Regions from separate parts of the Capra hircus genome. Here region 2 is linked to region 1. Evidence: chromatin contacts called from public Hi-C data. All regions are on one chromosome and are shown on one strand. The core of a region is the stretch at or near the end of the contact, and the rest is flanking DNA. Distances in the headings are between cores, read along the strand shown.

Region 1 (3,548 bases), core at 512-3,011:
TGAGCTCGTGGATAACCACCTACAAATGGCAACGTTTAACTCTCAACATGGACACTTGGGATGCAGAGTGATAAAACCAGAACTCAGTCTACTTTTGAAGAAGAAAGAAAGAAAAAATTACTCGAAGTTTTTGAGCACCTAAAATTAATCAAATTTATCAACACTGTTGGTCAAATGTGAGTTAACTTTTTAGAGAAACTGGTCAAGATGGTGCTTCTCCTAAGACAAGACCCAAGTAAAATTTTCAAAGACAGCTTGTCATCTCGGAGTGCAGAGACTTTACCCAGAATTCAGTCCTGTTCAGACTGATGTAGGCTACACAGCAAAGAAGTCCCAAATTATAACTGAGAGCCTGGAGTCTGGGATTAATGACCCCAATGCCTAACACTTGAACATGGAAGTCTTACCAAGAATCTTGAGTTTTAAAAGCCAGGTTAAATCACTTGGCGTTAGAAGGCTTAGAGAGCTTTCCAAAAGGAAGTCAGCTAGAACACACAGTGTATGTGTAAAAATAACTCAGACTATCTCAAGGCCTATTAAAAAAAATGAGATGCCATCACTGTAGGTTTGAGGTATATCAGCCGGTTCCCATTACAATGGGGGACACACGAACTCTGCTTTTAGAGCCTCTGGAAAGATCAAAGCTGAATGGGCCTTTTTATTGGCTCCCCGTCCAGTCCCCTAATCTCTGCTTACTTTTTCTTTGTCATTATGTGGAACTCCAAAAGACACACCATCAGGACTGCCTGGTCTCCCTCATCCTCTGAGCAACACTTAAAAAACTACTCTGTGATGGTTTGCGGGAGCGAGGCGCCTTCGGGGGAGGAACAAAGACGAGAAAAGTTCACATTCGAGTCCAAATCAGCCTGCTTGCTGCAAGGACTGACACAGAGCTGAAATGATCCAATTCAGTCTCTCTCGCTATACTACAAACCAAACTTTCTCAGGCTGGCTTCCCTGTGAGAATGAACATAGCTAAATGAAACCATAACGTCTTCTGGTTTGGTTGGTTTTTTTTTTTCAGACCCTCGCCCTCCCCAGCAAAAAGCCCTCAGCTGGTTTTGGGGCCTCTAGCTAGGAAGGCTGACTGGGCTCATATTAAAAAACAAGTCCTGCCAATGTAGAACGACTTACTTTGGAAGAACAAGCCGTGCATTTGTCAAAGGCCAGGCTGACAGGAAGGACGTTATCAAACCGTGACAGAAATCCTCGTATCTAGAAACAAACAAACAAAAATTCATGTCAAGCCCCGAACGACACACCTGTGAAGGACGTGTGTAGTTTCTGGCAAGAAGTGGGAAACAATTAATCTGTGCTCTTGACACAGATTATGAACAGATTACTAACGAAAATGGAGTTCAATGTACTTTAGTACTTGTGCTAAATAAATCAGTTTTAAAGAAGAACTATATTAGGTCCTTTATTCCGTTAAGAAATGGCACACAAGCTTTGCACATATCTGAGACCTAAACACAAACTGACTCCAAAACATAAAAACCAAGCTGAAAAATCTATTGTTTTAATAAATGTCTTCAAATATATAATCAGCCAACTAGTTTATTATGGCAACGCTCACATATGTTACAGTGAATATAGATCAATGTGCACTTTTAGGATATGGCAACGGATGGGGCCTCACAAGGTAAGAAGGTCTGTGAACAACAGAAGGTAGAAATGGTCCTAAATGTTTACTGAGTTACTTGCCTGACTTGGAACCCACAGAGATAGAAATGCAAACATTACGAAAAGTATGGGGAAACAGCGCCACCCTGAGCATAAAATTCTGAACTACATCTGATTTCCACTTACAGGGTATCAGCCTGGGACAGAGGATAAGATAGTTGCATGGCATCACTGACTCAATGGACATGAGTTAGAGCAAGCTCCAGGAGTGGCAGACAGGGAAGCCTGGCGTGCTGCAGTCCATGGGGTCACAAAGAGTCAGACACAACTAAGTGACTGAACTGAACTAAGCCTGGGAAATCCCACGGACAGAGGAGCCTGAGGGCTACACAGTACATGGGGTCACAAAGAGTCAGACACAACTTAGTGACGGGTTTTCATTTTCAGCTATAATCAGTAGGCGGCAAACAGAGGGGAAGTGATAGACCTCGGGCTCCAAAATCACTGCGGACGGTGACTGCAGCCATGAAATTAAAAGACGCTTTCTCCTTGGAAAGGAAAGCAATATAAACCTAGACAGCGTATTGGAAAGTAGAGACATCACTTTGCTGACAAAGGTCTGTAAAGTCAAAGCTACGGTTTTTCCAGAAGTCATGTACAGACGTGAGAGCTGGACCATAAAGAAAGCTGAGCACTGTAGAATTGATGCTTTCGAATTTAGGTGCTGGAGAGCAAACCAGTTTGATCAAACCAGGTCAAACGAGCTGCAAGGAGATCAAACCAGTCAATCCTAAAGGAAATCAACCCTGACTCTTTATTGGAAGGACTGGTGCTAAAGCTCCAATACTTTGGCCACCCGATGTGAAGAGCCAACTCACTGGAAAAGACCCTGAAGCTGGGAAAGATTGAAGGCAAAAGGAGAAAGGGGTAGCAGAGGATAAGATGATTAGATAGCATCACCAACTCAGTGGACTTGAATTTGGGCAAACTCCGGGAAACAGTAGAAAACAGAGGAGCTTGGCTGCAGCCCATGGGGTTGAAAAGAGTGGAACATGACTTAGTGACTATACAACAATAAGATATAGTCAGGTTTCACAAACTATGATTCAGGTAATTTATTCAGATATTATATCTCCAGAACTACACTTATACCAAAAGAAGAGTTTAAACTTTATCATTTGTTATCACTGTTCAGTTGCTCAGTCATGTCAGTCTCTGCAACCCCATGGACTGCAGCACACCAGGCTTCCCTGTCCTTTATACTTATCAGATTATTAAAAATACATCTGGTGAAATCTCTAGACTCCAGAGGACTCAACATTTATAAGAAGCCAAACAACACGAATCTTGTTCCCAGTTAGTTTATTTGATCTTGACGACTGTCCTGTTGATGGGACTCTGGCTGAGGAGGGTGAAGAATGTTGGCTCAGGCAAGCAGAGAGTGACTGCGCTAAGATTCAGAAGTGGGTCCCCAACTCCAAACCTGCCTAGGCTCCCCTGCTTCCCTCCCTCTCAGGACAGCACAGCTTTCATCTTCCATATGAGGCTCACCACACATTTAACAGCCTCACTTGAATACAGCACAACCACCAACCCCTCCACCATCCCACCCCTAGTTCTTGCTGCCTTTAGCCACCCTAGCAATTCTCTGCTATCCCCCCCCCGCCCACAAAAAAAATCCCAACAAAACCTGGCCGACTCTTTATGGAGACAGACCTCCTTCACAGCGTGGGTTAACCCCACTGCAACCAACAGTCTAGCTGCATTTGCACACTAATCAAGGGAAAATCTCACCTTAAAGGAAATGCCCACAGCAATCTTTTAAATGTCATCATCTATATGTGACGAGATTTCAGTGTAAAGCAATATTGAAAGAGTGTTCAGTAGAAATGATAAATTAGACAGCTGGGATAAGTAGCTGGCTT
Region 2 (3,441 bases), core at 703-3,202, 250 kb before region 1:
ATTTAGGAGCTCAGCAGAAACAACCGTAACTCATCACCACCATCATTTAGTATATAAAATATGCAACTCTTCTTGAGATTGCAAATGAAAGTGGCCGGGTAGGGGCGAGGGGAGAAGGGGGAGAGAGGAACTGTCCAGAACCTGAGAACTTCAGGGCTGACTCAGATACTGTTAGAGGTAGAAGAGAGAAGAGTGTGTTTATGAAGTGGGGTGCAGGCGGCGAGGGGAGGGGAGTCCTGGGGTTGGGGGTGTGGGCAGACATGGTGCTTCTTGCTCCTGGCTGCAAAGTCCTGGACCCTGTTTGTCATGCCAGGGGCAGGACCTGCTTTTGTTTCATTTCAGTAATGCATGGGCGCGTGAGTAGTCTGTGTGATTTTCGCGTATTTGACAGCCGGTAGGGTGAGAATGCTAAATTTTTAACTGAGTGCGTGTTATGATTGTCTTTGAAAAGTTAAAGAAAAGGTGTGTGCCCAGGTCCCTGTCCGGCTTGAATTACTGAACTGCTGGGGGAACCACCAGCCTTTCCTTTCAGAAAGGCCAGTGGGACGGCCTCCTCCAGCTGCAGGAACGGGCGAACCAGCAATAAAGCAACCTTTGCTCCCCCTTCTTTTTTATGGATGTTTTTTCTGTTTGAGGATCTTCGGGGCTGGGCGGGGTATTGTCTAGCCTGAACAGGCCCACTTCTCCTTGTGGGAACAGAGGAAGCTCCATCCTTAGGAAGCGTGGTGGCCATCACCCCCGCTTTGTGGGCACCTTGTGGTGGGTCGCGGTGACCGCCAGGCCGGTGCCGGGCAGGGGAGCTTCCGTCTACCCCTTTTGCAGACGAAGAGACCGAGGCCGGGAGATGACTTCCTTGACCACCACCCCATGAAGGTGGGTCTGAACAGAATAAGACCCTGGCGGTTCTGACTCGGGGTTTGGTGCTCTCTTGTGCTGGGAGACCAGCGTGAGGTTCCGAGAGCTCGGGAAATTGGGGCTCCCCATCCCCTCCTCTTCCACCTTCCGTCTCCTCCTTTAGGGGAGGGGAACCACTGCCGGCTGTACCTGGAGATGGCCGGGTTGACCGCCCGCAGCCCTGTCCTGCTTTGCTTAGTCCCAGCACCCCACCTTCCTCAGGGTCCAGTTCCCTCCCCAGGCCTGGGGTTCCTGTCCCCAGGGTAGTTGGCAGTGAGTGCTTCCCTAGGAGGCCGGGATGTCACCTGTCCCACTAGCCCTGCTTAGAAGCCTGGTTCTGCAGAGCCGCCCAGCTGTCCACGCTCTCTGCCCCGGACGCCCCTAGACTGCACCCAGAATTTGGGGTGTCCCACTCCTCCTGGCTTTCCTGTGCCCAGCTTAGGTTCTAGAGCTCTTCCTTCTGGTTGGTTCTTTTTGACAAATCATTCACCTACTGGGTGCCGGGCACGGCGTCAGGTGCTGGGGAAGCAGTGGTTCAGAAACCCGGGGGCGGGGGCCTCAGTCAGAGGAGCCTGCGAGCTCTGCATCCTCCGGCAGGAGGGGCCCCGTGCCCCTGCAAACCCACCGTCACCAGCCGGAACCGGACGGAGGGACCGGCGACCCTGCCCTGCTTCTCCACGGGGTGCTCTGTCCTGTTCCCAGGGACACCGCCTGTCCCTGCCCACGGGGGGGTAAAGAGGAATCCTGGTGTGCACGTGTCTGGTGTCTGTATAGCTGAGTGTTGCTAGTGGACAGAATCTTAGTCCTATTCTGACCACAGAGCACCCGTAGTTTAAGGAGAGAGGCTGAGAGCGAGGGTCCATTCGCGCCTTCCACGTCAGGCAGGACTGGAGCTGTGTGAATCTGAGTGAGGGAATCACTTCTCCGAGGGGAGGGAGTTAAGCTGTTTCTTGGGTTGATCGACTCATGTCGCCCACAGGTAGCTGACTGGAGTGCCCGTGAGCTCTGGGCAGTGTGGAAGGCAGGGGATGTGAAGCTCCGTTCAGAACCCCTAGGGCATTGCTCCAGGACCTCAGGGGCTGGAAGTGTGTCGGGATGACGTGTGGACCTATTTTCAGACTGTACTGAGTGTCGTTCTTTTCCGGGTATGAATTTAAAATATGTCTATCCGGGCCCCACCCCAGATTTCCTCTGCCAGATTCGGGGCCCGGCATCCATAGCTTCCAGGGCTTCCTGGTGGCGCTAATGCTTGGCCAGGGCTGAGACTCTGTCTTCCTTCCAGTGGTGGAATTTCTGGTGAGTCTGTGACTGAGATGTCCTCACAGACAGAGCATCAGTAAGGAACACCCACAGGCTGATGGCAGGGCCATGCTGGCAAATCCATCCTTGGAAAAACTGGATTGCTTGTGTTGTGAAGAGAATTTGATGGTATTGACCTTTACATGATTTAGTAGAATGTCTTCAACCAAAACATTTCATTTTATTTCATATTTCCAAAATAGAGTTGACTTTGTGGGGAGAAAAAAAATCTGAACCATCTGCTTGCTTTTTGAAGACCTTTTCATCCGTCTTTGGTGTTTTTTAGGTCAGTAATTCATCCAGGAAAAGTTAAATACATACTCTTGTAGACACTGCATGCTTAGCCGTGCAGTCGTGTCTGAGTCTTTGGGACCCCAGGGACTGTAGCCCACCAGGCTCCTCTGTCCATGGGATTTTCCAGGCAAGAATACTGGAGCAGGTTGCCATTTCCTGCTCCAGGGATCTTCCCGACGCAGGGATTGAGCCCCTGTCTCCTGTGTGTCTTGTATCGCAGGCAGATTGTTTACCCACTGAGCCACTGGGGACGTCCCATAGGCACTGAGGCATATCCAGAGAACAATAAGACATGGGTCTAGCTTTAAAGAGATGACAGTGTAGTGAAGAAGATGAATTTGTTTACAGCTGTTAAGGTACAGTTTTCTTACAGATGCATGTTAACTCCCCATTGCAAAGGATCTCGTTTCCTACCTTTTATTCAGCTGCTTTTTGCAAATCTACCATGAAACTCATCCCTTGCAAGTTAACAGTTATTGTGGACTTCAAAAACTCTTCTTACTTTTGGTTAAAAGAAAGACCCTGGGTAGAGTGGAAAACCAATGCTTCTGATCCCAGATCTACACTCTGTTGAGTTTGGACAAACTTCTCAGCCTGATATCTGTTTCCTCATTTCGTGGCTGACTCTTTGCAACCCCATGGACTGCAGCACGCCAGGCTTCCCCGTCCTTCATCATTTCCCAGAGTTTGCTCAAACTCATGTCCATTGAGTCAGTGATGCCATCCAACCATCTCATCCTCTGTCTTCCCCTTCTTCTCCTGCCCTCAATCTTTCCCAGCATTAGGATCTTTTCCAATGAGTCGGCTGTTTGCATCACGTGGCCAGAGTATTGGAACTTCAGCTTCAGCATCAGTCCTTCTGATGAATATTCAGGACTGATTTCCTTTAGGATTGACTCGTTTGATCTCCTTGGAGTCCAAGGGACTCTCAAGAGTCTTCTCCAACACCACAGT

What was found. A called contact is a pair of places that touch in the nucleus more often than the background predicts.
Region 2: a Hi-C map of blood shows a contact between it and region 1, with 8 times the contacts expected there. The contact joins two enhancer-like sites. A contact is called at or near these places in 2 of 5 Hi-C or Micro-C datasets (both in blood).

The regions. Positions count from the first base shown.
Region 1 is chr22:55,393,789-55,397,336 of ARS1.2, reverse strand. It overlaps ATG7 (ubiquitin-like modifier-activating enzyme ATG7), which reads right to left. Exons shown (of 19, transcript XM_018066977.1): 17 at 1,135-1,215. Among named protein-coding and RNA genes, the nearest start is that of ATG7, 100 kb to the right of the region's middle. Within about 2 kb of position 1,761, at least 2 of the 5 cell types and tissues checked have an H3K27ac peak or open chromatin away from gene starts, as enhancers often do.
Region 2 is chr22:55,647,867-55,651,307 of ARS1.2, reverse strand. The region is part of intron 2 of VGLL4 (transcription cofactor vestigial-like protein 4); the gene reads left to right. Among named protein-coding and RNA genes, the nearest start is that of VGLL4, 70 kb to the left of the region's middle. Within about 2 kb of position 1,952, at least 2 of the 5 cell types and tissues checked have an H3K27ac peak or open chromatin away from gene starts, as enhancers often do.